2 separate regions of the Bombyx mori genome follow, and region 1 is linked to region 2. The links are chromatin contacts, called in public Hi-C maps. All regions are on one chromosome and are shown on one strand. The core of a region is the stretch at or near the end of the contact, and the rest is flanking DNA. Distances in the headings are between cores, read along the strand shown.

What was found. A called contact is a pair of places that touch in the nucleus more often than the background predicts.
Region 1: a Hi-C map of whole pupa shows a contact between it and region 2, with 2.3 times the contacts expected there. The contact joins the enhancer-like site here to the promoter of LOC101740273 in region 2. A contact is called at or near these places in 4 of 7 Hi-C or Micro-C datasets (midgut, an unstated tissue and whole pupa).

What each region holds. Positions count from the first base shown.
Region 1 is chr9:6,711,762-6,715,485 of ASM3026992v2, forward strand. It overlaps LOC101745326, which reads left to right. Exons shown (of 9, transcript XM_038013097.2): 7 at 557-856; 8 at 1,942-2,245; 9 at 2,676-3,724. The coding sequence ends at 2,934. Among protein-coding and RNA genes, the nearest start is that of LOC134199359, 29 kb to the right of the region's middle. Within about 2 kb of position 2,235, at least 4 of the 8 cell types and tissues checked have open chromatin away from gene starts, as enhancers often do.
Region 2 is chr9:6,665,066-6,668,872 of ASM3026992v2, forward strand. It overlaps LOC101740273 (U3 small nucleolar RNA-associated protein 18 homolog), which reads right to left and starts at 1,759. Exons shown (of 2, transcript XM_004925147.4): 1 at 1,503-1,759; 2 at 1-625. The coding sequence starts at 1,564. It overlaps LOC101745326, which reads left to right and starts at 2,494. Exons shown (of 9, transcript XM_038013097.2): 1 at 2,494-3,807. The coding sequence starts at 3,309.

The sequences.
Region 1 (3,724 bases), core at 985-3,484, 47 kb after region 2:
ATGAAGTTTCTCTATCTGCCTTACAATCTTGTGTTTGGACAAAACAAAACTTCTATATTGGTCTTTAGCTTGCTCAATATAAACAACTGAAAGTTTTGTTGTTTTTTCCTTACACTGAATATACATTGTAAAAAGTTTAAATCCGGGTATGGCAATTAAAAAAAAAATGTGAGCCGTCACGGGATGCCTGGCAGATGTAAAACACCGACATTATTTTGTAAAAGTAATATGCAGAAAAGAACATTCTGATAGGAACTAAATATGTCATAATGATAAAATAAAATATTACGAAAAAATAATTTGTTTTCAAGTAAAACACAGGTTATGTTTACTGTAGTAAACAACACTGTATACACTACGGAGTATACACTATAGGTATCCGAGCTCAGTGTAGCGAGAGAGATGGCTTAACGCCGGATCGAGTGGGAGAGAGTCGCACAGTCGGTTGCGCATGGCGACGCGTAGCCACGGTATGCGTCGCCACGCCAGAAATCGGTTTTACGTGCGGCTATAGATGTTTCACATCAAAAAAAGAACCTCGTATAATGCTTCGCAGACCTGATGTCGAACGTACCGTTGCTGCGAGCGAACATGAGCTCGTCGCCGCTGAACTGCCAGACGGTGATGCCCGCCGCATCTGCCTACTACGAGAGGATGCATCCGTACAAGAGGAAAAACGAATTCGGCGACGGGTCCTCGTACAGATCCGATAAGATAATGCGGACGAACGGGTTCGGCGTTAACCACGGACTGACAAAGGACCTGGATTATAGCGCTATGACTGTGAGCTCGCAAGACCGAAGCTACAGGCACTACCAGGCCGCGTCGGACAGACACAATTTCAGTTCTGGCGACGGTAAGTGAGACCCTGCCGTCGCTTTATCCCTTCCCCCTTCACTACTGTGCTTCCTTGTACCCTTTGCTGTCATTTTATCTTATCTATAATAAAAATATTGTTTTTTATCTGACTGTATGCACTTAACGAAAATGTTGGTCCCTTGGTTCACAATAATCGATTCTAATGACTGTTTTCGTATTGACATTTACTGATTTCACTTGTGTTTTTTAAATGAATTTAATTTTTTAATTAAATTGTTAGCTAAAAAAATCTAATTAGATCATTCTATCTTTAAAAATGTTGTAAATAAATTGCAAACGAAACCCCCCTTGTTTCTGGATTTCTATCAGTCATTTCATGCTTCAGTCATAGCTAACAAAATTCAAATTTTAAATTGTTGTGTCTTGTATTGGTTATGGATTGCTTGATATAATCAGGATGTATGATTTAATTGTAATTATATATTAATACGTAAAAATCGGACATAATAAACATCGTACTGACGTGTGTTGTGGTGTATTTCAGCTTCTACATAATGCGATACTATCGGTCATTGGTTTTCTTTTGGTTGGGTTAATACAAGATACAGCTGTTAATATATTAAGGGTGTACTGGAAACTAATCAGAATAAAACAGCGATGTGCAGCGTGCAAACGTTCTCACCCAGGCTTTCTGTCGCTTTCCATTGCACCATATCTATGAAGTAACAAAATTGGCTCACAAATTGGGACACCATTACTAACGCATCATTGTAAAGCCATCATTCCATCCGCTCGTCGTTGTAAGTACGCACGTTTCACACATATATGTACCTCGAATCTATATTATTTCTTCTGTGTTTAAAATAAATTATTGTAATTACTAATTCTTTGAAATAAAACCTAGAAAGACTTCGCGAAAAATCAACTTATAAATATATTTAGCTTTTTATTATGTCGACCATTAGGGTCTTTCGATACTCAGAAAATGTATTTGTTTTAATGATTTCAAATATGTATATTTAATTAGAATACACACGATAGAATCGTTTTGAAAGAGGAATAGCGTTCTTACGTTGAATTTGGAGGCGGGTCAACGCTTAAAGTGGCGGGTAACGTCGATAGATGCGAAGAGCGACGAGGAGGATGTCGAGACCGAGGGCGAGGCTGAGGGCGAGGCGGGGGACGAGGCGGAGGACGAGGCGGGACAGAGGGACAGAGGGGACAAGTTCGCGAGGGGGCAGGTGGTGTGGGGCCCGGCGCCGGGGCACGCGTCGTGGCCGGGGCAGCTGGAGCGGCGGCGCGCGGACGGGCGCTGGGAGGTGCGCTGGTTCGGGGCGCGCGGGCTCGGCGTGCTGCACCCCGCGCGCCTGCTCGCGCTCTCCGACGGCCTGGACGCGCACCACGCCGCGCGAGAGCGACACAGGAAGTGAGTCCGGACCCGACCCCCCACCGACTCCCTCACAGACTTCCTCACAGACTCCCTCACAGACTTCCTCACAGACTCCCTCAGAACATTCCCTGTCGAACCGCCTTCCTATCGGTGCCCAGAAATATCACAGTACGATAGATTCTTTCAACGTACGTACTAGTCGATAAACGTAATTTAACCGTGGCCAAGATCGCACAATTTATATTTCATTAGACTTGCATAGCGTGAGAACATTGTGTATGACTGTATCGACCGCTCTCTTAGTTATGACAGCATAATTAAACCTTTTATAGTAACGTCATGTTGTATCGCTAACCCGATCCAAAGAAACTATGTAATTTGTTTATTCGAATATTCGAAGCTGAAATCGCACCCGATGACGTCACGATGTAGATAAATATTTATGTTTTATTTTCTTTCGTCGAAGCAGGAGTAGAAAATTGAATACTTTATTGGAGAACGCGATCCAGGAAGCGATGGCGGAACTCGATAAAAATAGCGGAACCGGCGCGTCCGTCGCGCAGCGGGAACGGGACCGCGAGGGGGACAGCGACGCCCCCTCCCTCACAGACACTCCGAAGAAGAGTAGGAAACGTGATAAATCCAAAAATAAAGAGAAGAAGAAGAGTGCCGCTAAAATATCTCGGAACAAACCGACTGATACTCGTCTACGGAGCTCACAGTGAAGACGCTGCCGCAGTGGACACGACCTAAAGGCTCTTTAACTAAATACAAGCATTATTACATAAATGTTTGTATATTACTTTTCGTGTAAAATAATTCATTATTATCGTTTGATGAATGAGAACTACAACGAACAATTTACAAAAGGGGCAGTTGTACATTATTTTTCTATTCGATGTTGGCAGCACGCGTCAACCGTTTGCCTACGAGAGAACCTGACATTATTTGTTTCGAGCTCCTGTAGATTATACAGACTACTGTGTGCTTAGTGCGAGTTTTTTAACGTTCTCGATAGAGTAAAAGTAACCCAAATTTGTATGCAGTTGGAACAGCGCTTATAGCGGCAAACGTTTTAATTCCATACAAATTTGATTTAACTTTTACGCTATCGAGAACGTTAAAAAACTCGCACTAAGCTCACTGTATGCTCGAGACTCGCCCCGAGGTAGCTGCGTCGGGCAGAGCGATGTGGTGACGTCACGCGTGTAACGTTTGTAAGATCGTCTACCATTGCGACCATTGAACCTTTACCTTGAATAGTAAGAGTAAGATTATTAAGCAAAGTAAAGGTGTCCCTTGTTCATATACAGGGTGTAAGGTAAAGCCTTCCGGACGCCGAAAAGGAACAGTAAAATCTAACATAACCTTAAAATAACATTCATTTGCTAATCTATGCAAATGTCAAGGCCAGCGACCTCTGTAGCCGCGGTCGTGCATAGCGCCTACACGCAGCTTTAAGCCTGCTGAGTTTCTCGCCGGATCTTCTCAGCGGGTCGCGATTCCGATTCGGTG
Region 2 (3,807 bases), core at 509-3,008:
TGGCAACTGCACAAGTTTAGCTTCAGCCTTCACTAAATCATAAATACAGTAAGAATGGTTACTTTTAGAGGCTATAAAAGCACTTTTTCCATCTGGTGTAAAATGTGCAGCAGTTATTTGCCACTTTTTTAGATTAAAACTGTGAAGTCTTTCATTTTTGTCACCTCCAATTGAATATAAAGAAACAACACCAGATTGTCCAGCTATTAATGATACACTCATTTTTGGATGGAATTCTATGCATTTAATCAAAGGACCTTCTTTACTAATATCATTGTTGATTTTGGGTAATATTTTATATTCCAAGAAATCTTTTTTTAGTTCTTTGGTTTTTTTTTTAACTATGTGTCCTACTGTTTTCATCAGTTTGTCATCATCTTCACAATCTGTATTTTTCTTTATTTCCGCCCAACTGGGTGTTCCCACGATAGTTCTATATTTTTGTTTAAGTTTTTCAGTGTACTGAACATTACTTACAGCTTGAGGTATGATATTTGCTGCAGTATATTTACCATCATCATCATCAGTCCATACTGGCTTTAAATCAATATTGTCTGATAATTCTTGATTAGGTTTCAATTTATCTATTAATTTTTGCTTCTTGGTAAAAAGTATTTGAGATAACCTGTAAATTACAATTTTAAATTTATGGATCATATCAAATGTGATATCTAATCTGTTAAAGAAAGACAACGGCAACATGTGTGAAAGTGTAGCATCCAGTTTCAGTCAAATGAGCCTTATAGATATAAAAAATGTATACTTTCACAAAGCCCTCTTTATCAAACAATGTTTTTTATTGTTACAGTCTATTCATATTATAAAAATTCTCTGTGCTTAGGAATGACAACAGAATCTCTAAAAAAAATAGTCTGTTGTAGGGAGTCCATTTTATTTGATTATCATTTGCATGGGACCTATATATGGCACCACTGCATTTCAAATGTTAGCCAAAAATAATTTGGCAACTTCAGTATGGTAATTGAGAGTTGGTTTCATTTTAGTCATGTTTTTTTTTTAAATGATTAGATGACACTTTTTTTTAAATGATTATAGTTGTATTTACTGAGGCAATGGATGTAATTAGACTTGTTTATTTATATTTGGTATAAAAGAAGTAAAAGAATAGAAAGGAAAAAGTGAAATCAACAGGAACTGTTAATAAGTTTAGTAGGTATGTAGTCAATATTCATTTTACCATGCTGAAAGTGCCACAGGAACCGACCAGACTATAATTACCATAAAAAATTCTTTTTGGAGACTTTATAAAAAATGTTCATTTTAAAATAATAAAACATCTCGAAAACCCTTATATCTAAATAGTCCGTTATGTACATTTACTCTTACTATCATGTTTACAGGTTTTGTGGTTATAATGATGTTCTTAAAATTTTACAGTAAGCTACGTTAAAAATTATATAGTTTCGTAATTGAGCGTAATCTGCACCGAACAATTCGTGAGAGTAGTTTTACAGCCTGGTCAAAAAAAACTTGCTACACACCGTGATTCTTCATCTTTGACAGGATTAATCTCGTGTTTAAAGTTTCTGGAACTACGTTTCATATTTAAGGGTGACACTATGGTCTACTTTTTACAGATCAGTAACAACGAAGTTTTTGACCAGAAAACAATTTGCGTTTTTACTTCCAAGTTTAATATTACAAATAAAAAGTGGTCACTGGTCATGCTGTGCTGTGCGCTGAATTTTTTATTTAATTTTTACATTGGTCAAATGGTCAGGCAAAAGGAACTTAGCCATACCTGCTATAAATAATCTATGTTATAGCTGTAACTCACATATCTTATATAAACAGAATCCTACTCTCTAACAGGGCTACCAGCTTTATACCCACCTCAATTGTTTAAAGCATAAAAGCAGAGGATTAACGAGAATTTGATTTTTTTCCTAATTAAATACGCAGGCCGTTTCCAATAACAGCACAAGAGCGCATTATGCGGCATAATGCTCGACTAAGCTTCAGCATAATTCGGCATTGTGCGTCACTGAGTCGCATTATGCCAATGAAGTAGGAATACTATATAGGTCTATGCATTATGCTCTGTAATTGGAAAACGGCCATAGTGACGTTAAATCAGCTCGTAAGGTAAAGATACATGTACCGAGTGAAACTTAGTCCGTCACGTAGGATATATACTTGTAGGAAATTATTATTTTATGTTAATGGTTTTGAATATGAAGAGCCATGTTAATTTGTCACATTGACGTATTTCACGTCGTGCTTATATTGTACGAAGACAAAATTAAGCCCATTATATTTATTTTGAAATTAAACAATTTATACTGATTCTAAATTAATTGCAGATTTACATTTTATTTGTTCACGTACATACTGCAACTATAGAAAAAGTATTTCATGCAATTTTAATCTACACATTTACAAAACCATAATTCTTTAGCTGAAAAACCTCGTAAAACGAGAATGTCATTTCATGTTGTGGCAGGATAATACCAGATGTCGCTTACCTGCGTTTGACTCTTGAGATCTGTTGTTTTAATTCATATTTGCTTCTCTTTTTTCCTAATACCTCTTTTCAGTTACAGAAGAAGATAGAACATAAGCGTTGGCTGTTTTTTAAGCTCCAGAGTACTATTGAGAAATGAGACTTATTCCTCGTTTATGTTCCAAAGGATACTTTCGATAATAAATTTGTGAACAGTGAGTGAACAGTGAAGTCACTGAACACGGTCATTGAACAACAGTAAACTATAAACTACGATTTACGAATCACTTCATTCGGTCGTTTTTCAGTGTTCCACTAAACTTATGTTATGCTGAAATTTTAAATAGCAGCCTTTCATTTGTTTTTTTCACAAGCCAACTTTAAATACTTTACAAAACGCGAAAATGGAAATGGTGTGTTTGATTTGATGGTGAAGTGAAGCTGACATTTAATTCAATGACCTTTTAAACAGACCGAAAGTGTATCAATATTCAATACAATATGTTGTGTAGCCTGTTCCAACACCGAAATTGTATACAATAAAAAGTAGCTGCTACTGTTTTCTACTAATCTCATTCATAAACAATGGGGTTGAAAAGGGCTCCGCCATAAAACTATCAGTGGGTCGTTAGTCCGTCATAAAACCATAAAATAAAATTCATGACATCGGTGCAAAAAAAGGTGTTAGTCGACGATGGTGGATCGGCCTCAAAGTGATAGGAGGCTGTCGAGATATGATCGAGGGATTCAGAGCTATGCTGCTAACAGTTCAATTTGGGCAGCTGGAAGACCACGTTGTGGTGCACTCAGCTAATGAGTACCAAAGTGTGGCATCGTGTAATGTATGTTCGCGATGTCGGGCAAGCCCGCGAATGTGGGCGCGTCGCGAGCGGGCGTGGCGGGTGCGCCGCGCGTGCTGGTGTACGTGGCGGAGCAGCGCCAGCTAGAGCCCGGCACCGCACCGCCCGACCTGGACACCCTTCGACACTCGCCACTGGAATCCCTATACCTGCCTGATAATTTGCAGCCGCAGCTGCGATCATCTTTTTATCGTACACAATCAGAAGGAGTTGAACAAAGATCGCACCAGAACCAATTGTTTTACAAGAATTTTAATGACAGTGATGATAAAATTGACAGTTTAGGGTCTATTGAAAATATAACTCAGTTGCCAGATTTATATCCTGTATCACAGCAGTATGTCAAAGATTCCTGTATTAAAGTAGAAGAAACAAAAAGTGAAGGGTCTAGTGGAAGCAACTATCGGCAGGAGGACTGTGCTGGTCCACTTAGTTCAGATTTGGGTTGTGTAGAAACATTCAGTGCTCGATTACCTGTAGGAA